2 separate regions of the Sus scrofa genome follow, and region 2 is linked to region 1. A link is a contact called in public Hi-C data. All regions are on one chromosome and are shown on one strand. The core of a region is the stretch at or near the end of the contact, and the rest is flanking DNA. Distances in the headings are between cores, read along the strand shown. Region 1 has its middle 32 kb from the start of IRX6. Region 2 overlaps IRX5 (iroquois-class homeodomain protein IRX-5).

Region 1 (4,914 bases), core at 2,367-4,866:
ATAATCATGACATAAGCAAATGAAAAGAAACACGAGGGCTTTCTTCTTCTTCTTGGTTTCATGTTTTGTAAAATGAATGTCCCTGAAGACAATTTAAGAGAATGCGGAATCCAATTTCCTCACGGGTGTTAGGAGTTTTATTTTTAACTCGACTACTCAAAATAATAGGCATTCCCCGCGCGCTCTTATCCGCAGTTGGAGTAATATCGGCACAAGGCATAATCATTCTTCCCTTTTCGTTTTTAGATAATTCAGGGAACTGAAGAGTTCTGAATTCCTGAATCTTGGCCAAGGTGATGTCATTAAAATCTATAATGAAAACAGTGTCACTGGGAGAATTAATTCATTATGGTGGAATTAAGTTAAATCCTTTATGATATGCCATTAAGCACCCCTGCTAACTTGCCTGCACCAACCTGAATGAAGTGCGTTCAAACACAAAAACGAAAAACAAGTTCCAGCGTCAACCCTCACAGAATATTAGGTAACTTTCAAAGTTAAAGTCATTTAACTATTCAAATATTTATAAATCTCATGGTATTTAAGCATCTTAAGATGTCTTAAATGCTGCAGTGGCCAAATGCTTCGTGGTTTATATAACATCTTTGCCTAAGGGAGTATAGCTTACTGTATAAATCATTAGTATGTATTTTATAAATGTTTTTGCCTTGTTACTCTGGTCCTACAACAGCCAAATAGCACAAGCATTGCCCAACCTTTCAATAATCCTCAAAAAATTACTACCTCAGTCCAGATAGGATAAAACAGCATTGTCAGCATTTGAAGTAACTTGGTTAAGATTTCAAGGACATTGCCCATCCCCAAGTCTACCATATACTCAACAAATATGTATTTTATTAGATCCCGCAGAAAGAAATAAACAAATGGAATCGATGCCCTGTCCTCTAGGATTTTCCCGTTCGGTCTGGAGCCATAACATCTTCGTGTAAAAATCTACTCCCTAGAACCCGGCCAGTAAAGGAAGCACTGCATGACTATTAGCCCAGCACTTTTCATGGGGCTATTTCTGCTTCTGACACCAAATTTCTGCTGAGTCCAGGGAAACTTCCCATTTCCTCTCCATATCCTGGCTCACCACTCAGTTATCTAGAAGAACGACTGCTTATGAAGGGGGTTGGGGTCCTTAGAGAAAAAATAAAAATCGTGATGGTATTCCGTATGAAAACTGGAATGTTAACAGTTCTTTTTTATTTTTGTATAAAGGTTACTGCATCAAAAACTAGGTCTTCTACTGCTGAAAGATCGTAGCTTTTTAGGAGATACTGAAAAAAAAAAATCATCACAGTTTGTGTTCAAAGCATCTTGCTTCTGACACGTGGCTGCTAAGTGACAAATGGAAGTTTCCTGAACCCAGTAAAATGACTTGACCATAAGCTGCGTAGAGTTTCTACCGAAGCTGGCTATCAAAAAATTGTAGAAATCAGGCTCCGTCATTAATGATGACCAGCCAAACTCTTCATCTGCAAAGACCGCGGACCAAACATCGTCATAGCCCCACACTGGCTGTGCCAACATTTTTTGTTGCCACCTTGCAAAAAGAAATTTTATTTTTACAGATTGGCTCTCGTTATAGCAAATATCAGCCCAAACCCTTGAAATAACAAAAAGAACTCTGAGGCCTAGCCAATGACCTGCTTGCTTTATACAATATTGATAGGGCAACCCCTGGGCAACAAAGGAATTCTGATGGTGCCTTGGGTCTCTTTGTGATGGGATTTGGCCAGGATCAGGGAAAGCATGTATTTATTTTTTATTTAGTTACATGGGATAGTTTTCCTGCTTCTCAAAAGATCGAGGAGAGCCCGCAAAAACAAAAACAAAAACGCAACAGAAAAACCATCTGCCTTAAAACTGGTACACATATAAAAATAAAAAGTGTTTTTTAAAAGCAAAAAAAAAAATCAAACACTTTATTAGCTGAGGCAAATACGGCTCCTGTAATTGAGCATTAAATGAACTTGGAGGATTTCCTGTTCAAGAAACAAGCGGGACAGAAACTCAGCTGGGACACCGGTATAACTTACCAGACTTAACCAGCTGTTTTGTTTTCTGTTGGCTTCCACGCCGCCGATTGGTGGGTGCTCGTGCTGTACTGGTTGCTAAATATTTTGATCGTCACCCCAGAAGCCAGGTAGGGAAGAGGCATGCGATACGCGGTAGCAGCTTTCAATAATTTCGCCCTGCATTCCTGCCAGCCATCTCACCTGTGGTATTCAGTTAATATATATTTGCAATATACAGAAAATGTATTCATGTTTTCCCTTTCAGGAACTGCCTGCGAAGTGCCTTCTGCCAGCAAAAGAATGCAAGGAGTCTTTGGGTTCTATTTTTCTCAATAAGCAAAATGAGCACAAGAAGCCACAGTTCTACTGATGCTTCCCCCAAATCCGATTCTTCCTCCTAACAGACTTTGCCACCACGTTATAAACAAACCAAATACGGCACTGGGGTACCCCGATTCTGGTCCATGCTGAGCAGTATTGCAAACAAGTTTGCAGAAAAAGGCGGGGGCAGGGGAGCCTCTCTTGCCTTTTCTCAAATTTTCTTTATATGTAAGCTTCCCACCTTTGGGAGAGTTCATGGAGCTAATTGTGCATTTTCCCTTGTGTGAATAAAGGACAAGTTGCCTGCTTTCACTTCAAATTGCTTGGCCCTCAATCAACATCACCATAAATATGACAGATGAATATTAAATCCAAATATTTTATTGGTGCAGATAAATATGATTTGTAAAAAGAGTCAAATTAACAATCCATTACATACTAATGGGTTCTAATCAATAAGTTTAATTTGACTAAAAGGAGAGGGGCAGGGAGAAAAGTGACCCAATTACACCCAAATGGTGCGATTTAAAATTATAAAGGTGACTGACTTCTCCAACTTTTGAGCTATATTCTGATCTAGGGGCTTATGGACCCAAGGCCTGAACTCTGTTGAGAGTGGACTTGTGTCTGTGGTTTATACACTCATGTTTCCAATTATTTTTCTTTTTAAAAAACCGTTGCTTAATTTAAATACCAAAAAAAAAGGGACAGAGCATAATAAAAGCAAACAAGCTCCGACAACCCAGAAAGAAAAAAATATTTGTTAGTATCATATTTGCATCAGATTATTTTAATACAAATCAATCAATGTATATAAAACAGGAGTCTTTTTTATCCCCCTCTCTGTCTCAATGTCCCTTCTTTCCCTTCTTCTTCCCCAGAGGCTGGGCGAAATAGTGTATGTTTCCTTCCTGCCCTCGGTTCTGTTCTATTACTAAATATAAAGGGCTTCAGGAGTCAGCAGAGTATCACTGGATGTGTTCGTGAAAATTCTCCACCAGGCTTTTGCCACCTAACATCCTAAGTCATCTCTTTTAGTATGCCGACCTGTGATTTTTTTTTTAATTTTGTATTTATTTTTTCACTTATTCATTCCTCTGCTGGTGAGCGATTAGAATGAGCTGGCTTACTAAGGTTATTCTGACATCACTTAGGGAAAAGGTGCCCACGTTCCTTGATTATGGACGTAAATTCCATTCAGGTCCTAGGACAGGCCACAGCCTCGCCTAGGGAAGGCTTTGCAGCCTCTTCTCCAGAGCTCAATCACGGGAGAACCAAGGTACAAAGAGCGTCCCCTCCTCCTCCTTGGCCACTGCTCCCGAGTTTTATGCGAGGACTCTGATCGGTTTGGCTCAAACTGGCAGGCGCCTCTGAGCGCGAAACGTGCCCTCCTTCGCTCTTTTCTCTTCCATTCTGTGGCGATAGAACCGAAATACGGGAGGAAACAGACAACGCTTTTATTTGCAGCCGCCTCTGCCTCTTCAGATGGGGTGGCTTCGGCACATCCATAATCCTTGTGTCAGTCTGCTCCCTAGCGTCGCCGGGCGGGTCCAGCATCTGACAGCCTCCGATCTGAAGCTGCCGGCAGCTCCCTTCTAAGAAGCAGCTCACAGCTCCGGCCGCCCTCCGGCAGAAGAGGAACAAAGCCCAGCGGACTATCTCGCTATCTTCTGGGTGGCAAGGAAATCTCAATTATACACCCAAGGGATGTGGTTTATGAAAAACTAGAAAGAATGTTTAAATTGTATACGTAAATTGTTTTGTTTTACAAGCTGGGGTAAATCAGCACATTTGCAGCCCATATTTATCTGATCCACTCCATAAGACTCTTTTTGAATGTATACCATTGATGTGGGGTAGATGCCTATGCGAAACATAACCGACCCCCTAAATTCAATTAGGGCATTAGGGGGGGAAATGGAAATTTTGCTCTGGGGTTAGTCAAGATTGCTGAGAACTTCTCGGAATAGTTCCTTGGCTCTGACTGAAGATTGAAATCGAAGGATAAAATTTCCAACGGATGCCGGGTAGTCAGAATATTGACTGGGGCTCGCCTTTTTAAGAAAAAGATGGCAAATGAAATATCTTCCTTTTACCTGATTTCTAGCTCATTTTAAAAACGATCATTTTTGTGTCTCCCCAACATGTTCGACATTTATTGAGCTAGATGCAGGCTTAATTCACATTCTCTATCCGGATGATCATACATGGTGGAAGATGAGAATACAAAATTCCACAAGACAAACCATAAATTGGAGGAAAAAAAAAATACCCCAAGGAAGAAAATATTTGAAAAGAGTGTTTTATTTTTATGCAACTCTAAGCAGCAGAGCACACCCTAGGGATGTGGTTGATGAAAAAGTAGGCGTGTTTAAATTGTATATGTAAACTGTTTTGTTTTGCAAGCTGGGGTAAATCACAGATAGAGGTCACAGTGATGAGAAAAGTTTGAACTGGCGTGGGAGCCTAAGCAGGAATAATCTGGCTTTGACCGTGGGCTCTGAGCCCTAATCACTGATAACAGCCGTCTAGCAACCCAGGGGCTCCACTTCATATCGATGTGGCATTT
Region 2 (5,344 bases), core at 2,026-4,525, 340 kb before region 1:
GTAAACATCTCCACACACACACACACACACACACACACACACACACACACACACAAATGTCTTAACCAACCTAAAAGAAAAATTTAAAAAAGGATTTGTATTAAATCTTATTCTGTATATTTAATGTAGCATTTTTGTATTTAAATTGATAATTCAATATCTTTGAAGTAAATTATGAAATTAAGACACCTGTACAGGCATTTAATGTTTTTTTGTAATATAAATATATACATTTGTGTTTCCCCCCAAACTGTTTCATAGTTTAAAGATACAAGTTTAATTTAATTTTTTACACCTATTGATTTTTCTGGGTATGAGCTAAAGTATTATTACGGAAAAGAAACAGGTTATACTCTTAGATTTAAAAAGTAAAAGAAAACTGCAGCCGCCTTTGTAAAATGCAAAATATTTAATTAAAAGAGATTTTAACATAACCAGAGCCACTCATTACTTTGTAGAAGCCTCAATAAACTGTCCATCGCCCTGGACAAAAGGTGCAAACTGCAACTTTTTTTCAAAGTGGGGAATGAAAGCTTCCACCGAACCTAGTGTGCCAGCGGGGAAACCGTAATTAGGCATCCAGCCCCGGGGAACCTGGCCCTGCCGGGAATGCAGATTTGGATCACTGATGCAGGCTGCTGGGGGGGAGATTGGACCCTGGAGGAGGGAGGAGAGAGACCCAAGTGTGTGCCCAGAAGGGAGAAGAGATGGCAAAGCCGGCTAGAGACATGCACCACCCGAGCTCCATCGCTTAACCTAATTACTTCCAATCAGTGTCGTGTTTTATGCAAAGCAATCAGCTGGTGAACTTTGCTAATGAGTTCGATTTTATGCCGGATTTAGCCCTTATTACTATTTCAAAGGTGCTCTGGGCTAATGCGGGCGGGGAGCGTTCGGGGATGCCAAGGAGAAGGCCTTCCCAGTCACTGTCTTTTTCTACTCCTTCAAAAGTGGGCATTGATCTCTTTGCTGGATTTGATTAAATTAGCAAATGTTCCATCCGCGACTGTGCGGGTGGTAGGCAGCGGGGTAGATCCCCGCGCAGCCGCGGGGCTGGGGCCGCGGGACCAGTGAGGGGACGGTTCCCCCCTTTCACAGGTAGGTGTCACACTTGTCCTGAATTACAAGCCTGCACTTTGCAGAGTCGGAGACTGGAGAGTGGGCGGAAGGAAGTGAGGGAGGGAGCGCCACAGGCGCTTGGTGGAAGCGAGGGGAGTCCCAAATCGATCATCACAGCCCCCCACCCCACCCCCACGGACCCCATTTTAGACAAGGGGCCTTCAAAAGTTCGAGGACATTTGCCTAGATAATGAGGCCATTGTGGACTTGATCAGGCATGTCGTCGCTTTAGCACTTTTCCTATCTCGGATTCAAGAGTCCGAGGAGCTACGAAAGTAATTTTGAGGTTTTATTTTCTCCGTTTAACCCCGCATATTTCATCTCAAAATGAAAAGTCAGGTTGCCTCGCACTCCCAAATGAGGAAGAGATACCTCTCTGTGCCCGAGGCCCGCCAGCACTGTCGGTACGCAGGTCTCCATTTTGCGCGGGAGATGTGGCATCACGGACGTGTGGAATTTCGTGGGAAAATTTCAGTGGTCGGGGGAGGGGAGGGTTTACAGCAGAAACATACCCCAGCGAGGGGAATTAATTTGCTCTATTAAACCCAAGACTGAGACCAGAGAGAATGTGTTTGCACATAACACTGGTTTAATTAGGCTAAATCAAAACGCACATATTTGCATTTCTACTCAGGACAACTTTAACCCTACTTGGTTTTTTAAACACAGCCCCAACTTTCACCGAGTTTTTACTTTTGCTACTTTTAAATTTTTAACCTGCAAAGGGCTTCTTTACCTTATTCGACTTTAAACAAGTTTGAAAGCGACATTGTCCAGATGTTTTTCGCGAACAGCAGTCGACTTCAGAGTTTAAATTAGTGAGAAAATTCACGCAGAGAAAATGGTTTCAAAGCTGGAAGTGTGAATGATTAAATATGCATGAGATGATCGTATTTTATTTTGTCCCTTTAATTATAAATGATTTTTTTAAACAATTGAATTCCAGAGATGATTTGCCCTATCCCCCGCGCCCAATCCCTCCTCCATCCACCCCCCGCCCCCAACAGCCCGGCTCACAATCAGCTTTTGCCCCCCTGTTGAATATGCAGCCCCAGGAGTCATCTTCTTTTCTAAAAAACTCAAAATGGGCCAGTCCCCTTCTCTTAAGAGACAGTTTAAGGACATCAACTCTGCGGGGTTTGGAAGCACTGGCCCTAAACCCTGCCCAACGATTTTAAAAAGAAAATTACAGGCCTCCTTGTGTTCCTGGGAATATGCAAATGGCGCGGCTCGGGCCTCCCGGGTTCGGTTGCAAAGACTCGGGGGCTGGGAGCCGATTGCCCGCGGGGCTGCCTGGGAATGGGAACCGCACACCAGGGAGCCCGCGGCGTTTCTTCCCAACGAGGGGCTGAGCGAGGCGTCTCCCGGCTGGGCAGCGAAACCGCCAGAGGCTGCCCCCAGCCTGCATCCCTCCTGTCCTTGGCCTCTGCAGGGTCTAGGGTTTTCTTTGCGTACTCCTAAATACAAGCCCCAAATTAAGTTTAGGGTTTTCTCCTTTGCAGAGCTGGGTTTCACTAGCCAGTAATTTTCTAGTATCTAGAGACTTTAATGTTTGGGGCGGCCTGCCGAGCAGATCGAGGTACGTGCCTATAGGAAATGCCTCCTGTGTCTAATCCCAGAAGTTGTTCCGTGTCTGTAAGGTCCCAAGTCCCTCCTCGAACCTCCAAGGCTCTGCTTGGCTGCATCTTGGGCCGAGTCCAGGGCGATGCGCCTTGCAAGGGGCGCCGGGGGAAATCGTCCGTCCAGGATTGGGGTTTGTTCGAAGACTGGAACTGCGTCTCGGATGTTATGCGAGACAGCGCCTAAGACACCTCGGTGCTGGGGCTGCGCGGGCATTTGCCACCTGCGCTTGGCTGCACTCGTTTCAGCCCCTAAGCGGAGCCTAGCTTGGCACTTAGGAACTGAATCACTAGTCGCTGAATCCTTGGCGACGGAGACCCGAGAGCCACCGAGTAGAGTCCGTGCAGTAAGTCCCCCCGAGGCAGCGCCAAACTGGGAGCCGGCTGGGTTTCTTCCCTTACCCCTCTGTGCAGGGCCCAACCAGTTTCTGGGATTTGGGGTGAGAAGCCAACAACCCAGTCAATCCCTGAGGGCGCATACTTGGGCACTGAGGTGAGGCTGCGGAAGGGGCCATTTCCCTTCCGGCTCCACGGATCCGATCGAGGTGCCAGGGCGGAAGTGTTGCTCCCGGCCCTGGGTGAGGGGCCTTCATTGAGGCCTCCAGGTTTGCAAACCCCTCGGGGTCTTTCATTCCCGGTGATGTGCGCAGCTCTTGGAGTCTGGAAGGTTGGGGGCTGCGGGATGGGATGGGGTGGTCGGGCATGCAGTTTCCGAACTGACCGTACCTCCCAGCCCACCTGTCCCGCATAATAAGCTGCCAGCTCGGGCAGAGGCACAGAATAGCGCGCTGCAAAGCGCCCAAAGTGAAAGGAATGTGATTGCGTTCCCAAGAGGGAGCCGGAGGAGGATGCAGTTTAGGAAGGGCGCCGCCTACTGGTCCCTGGGCGCCACGCGGCTCACTGAGAGGAGGAGTTGGGAGAAACCCGGCTATGCCCCCAACCCACAGCCTGTTCTGATCCCCAAGAGGGCCAAACGTAAACTGTTTCGCCACCCCAATCTCTGAGGCCTGGGACCCAGGACCGAGTTAACATTGAGGATTCGGAAAGCGGAGCCTACAGATTCCCGCCATGGCTTGGGCACAGTGTCGAAAACAAGGCGGCCGGCAAATGAGAAACGTGCCGGCGGCTGGAGCAGTCTGCGGGTGGGGGCCGCAGCCTGCGGGTGGGGGCCGCAGCCGTTCGAAGCCCAAGGAGTGTCGACGCTGCCGCTCCGCTTCAGGTGCATGCATTCCGTTTCTGCTGGCCTTCCCTTGGCCGGCCTCTGGGCCCCACACAGGTTTGGTATGGCCGGGTGGGGTGGGAGGGGGGTCTACCACGCAGCCGCACCCCCAAAGACCGTTTTGGCCTGTGGGTTGGGCAATCTTTAGGAAAAGGAAAAACAAAACAAAACTACCCTCGAATTTTTTCAATCCCCCATCTCGAAAGCACGTTTAATGAGGTGGGCGTGCAAAGCAGGAGGTGCTCAGGCGGCGTGCCCCTCCACCCCTCCGAAGTGGTAACTGGTCGTATCAACTGGTCTCCCCCGGTGCACGGATGTTAGCCTGGCTTTTCTCATTCTTTGCCACCCGGCCACCCAATAGGAGGAAGATCGGGCCTGGCGGAGATCTTGCATCCCGCCCTCCCGCCAGACTGACTAAAGCTGCGGGACTGTCCCTAGCCCCACCCCGCGTGTCTCCCTTTTGGACCAGGCCAGTGCTGGTCTCCTTTTCGTTTTCGCTCTAAATGCGACTTGGGTCCCAGGCTTCAGGTGGGGCCCAGGTTGTGGCCTAACGCGATTGCCTCAGGGACCGGGCTGCAGCTCTGGCTGCACACCCCGCGCTGGCCGACCCCTCTGGGCCGTTGGGGAATCTCTGGCCTCCGTTCTGCCGGAGTCCCCAACCCTGGGTCCCCAAGGCCACCCTCCCGGCCGCGCTCGTTTCCGGCGCCCAGACGAGCCCTGTGCTCCCAAACGCCACTTTCCCCAGTGAAACCTGCTTTTATTTGCTCCGAGCAAACCTCGGGCTCTCAGCGCTCCCGCCTGATGGATGCAAATGTAAATGTGCACTTATTTAATTGGATCAGGCCCCAAGATAAAAGAGATAAACGGCTCCCCGTTTGCTAACTTATTTTCCGAGGCATGCAGCGCCGCGTGGAGGGGAAGCTAATGAAGCAGGGGCGCGTCGCTGGGCGCTCCAGCTCTCCGCGGCCGTAGCGCGCGGGTCCGTCGCCTCGGCTTGGGCGGCTCCCTCGTCCATCTCCTTTGCTTGGACCCTGCCCGCCGGGTAGGGTCCTCTTGAGCCCTTCCGTGCACCAGGACGGGAAAGTGAGAAGGCGCGGCTTCGGCTTGGGGCTTGCAAATACCCAGCCTCTCCCCACCACGTTCTGTGGTTTGTTCCCCTGTCCTTTCTTACTCAGCTCCCCATACTGGAGTCATACTGGCTGAGCCCATTCGATAGAAAATCTTTTCTTGCTGCCGTCCGCAGGCGATGTCTTTCAGCCCAGGTAGGGGTTTCAGAAAGAAAGACACATGAGGGCCACGAAAAAGGCCAGGCGCGTCCGCATCCCACCCCAACCCCCAGTCGCGTGGAGCTGCCTTTTAGACGGAAAGAAGCCCCCCGGTCTCTATT

What was found. A called contact is a pair of places that touch in the nucleus more often than the background predicts.
Region 2: a contact with region 1 is called in a Hi-C map of embryonic fibroblasts, with 4 times the contacts expected there. The contact joins two enhancer-like sites. A contact is called at or near these places in 6 of 47 Hi-C or Micro-C datasets (brain, embryonic fibroblasts, fetal heart ventricle and 3 more).

The regions. Positions count from the first base shown.
Region 1 is chr6:30,169,688-30,174,601 of Sscrofa11.1, reverse strand. No RefSeq gene overlaps it. Among named protein-coding and RNA genes, the nearest start is that of IRX6, 32 kb to the left of the region's middle. Within about 2 kb of position 3,616, at least 19 of the 83 cell types and tissues checked have an H3K27ac peak or open chromatin away from gene starts, as enhancers often do.
Region 2 is chr6:30,506,407-30,511,750 of Sscrofa11.1, reverse strand. IRX5 (iroquois-class homeodomain protein IRX-5) reads left to right here. Exons shown (of 4, transcript XM_021094164.1): 4 at 1-488. Among named protein-coding and RNA genes, the nearest start is that of IRX5, 5.9 kb to the left of the region's middle. Within about 2 kb of position 3,275, at least 11 of the 83 cell types and tissues checked have an H3K27ac peak or open chromatin away from gene starts, as enhancers often do.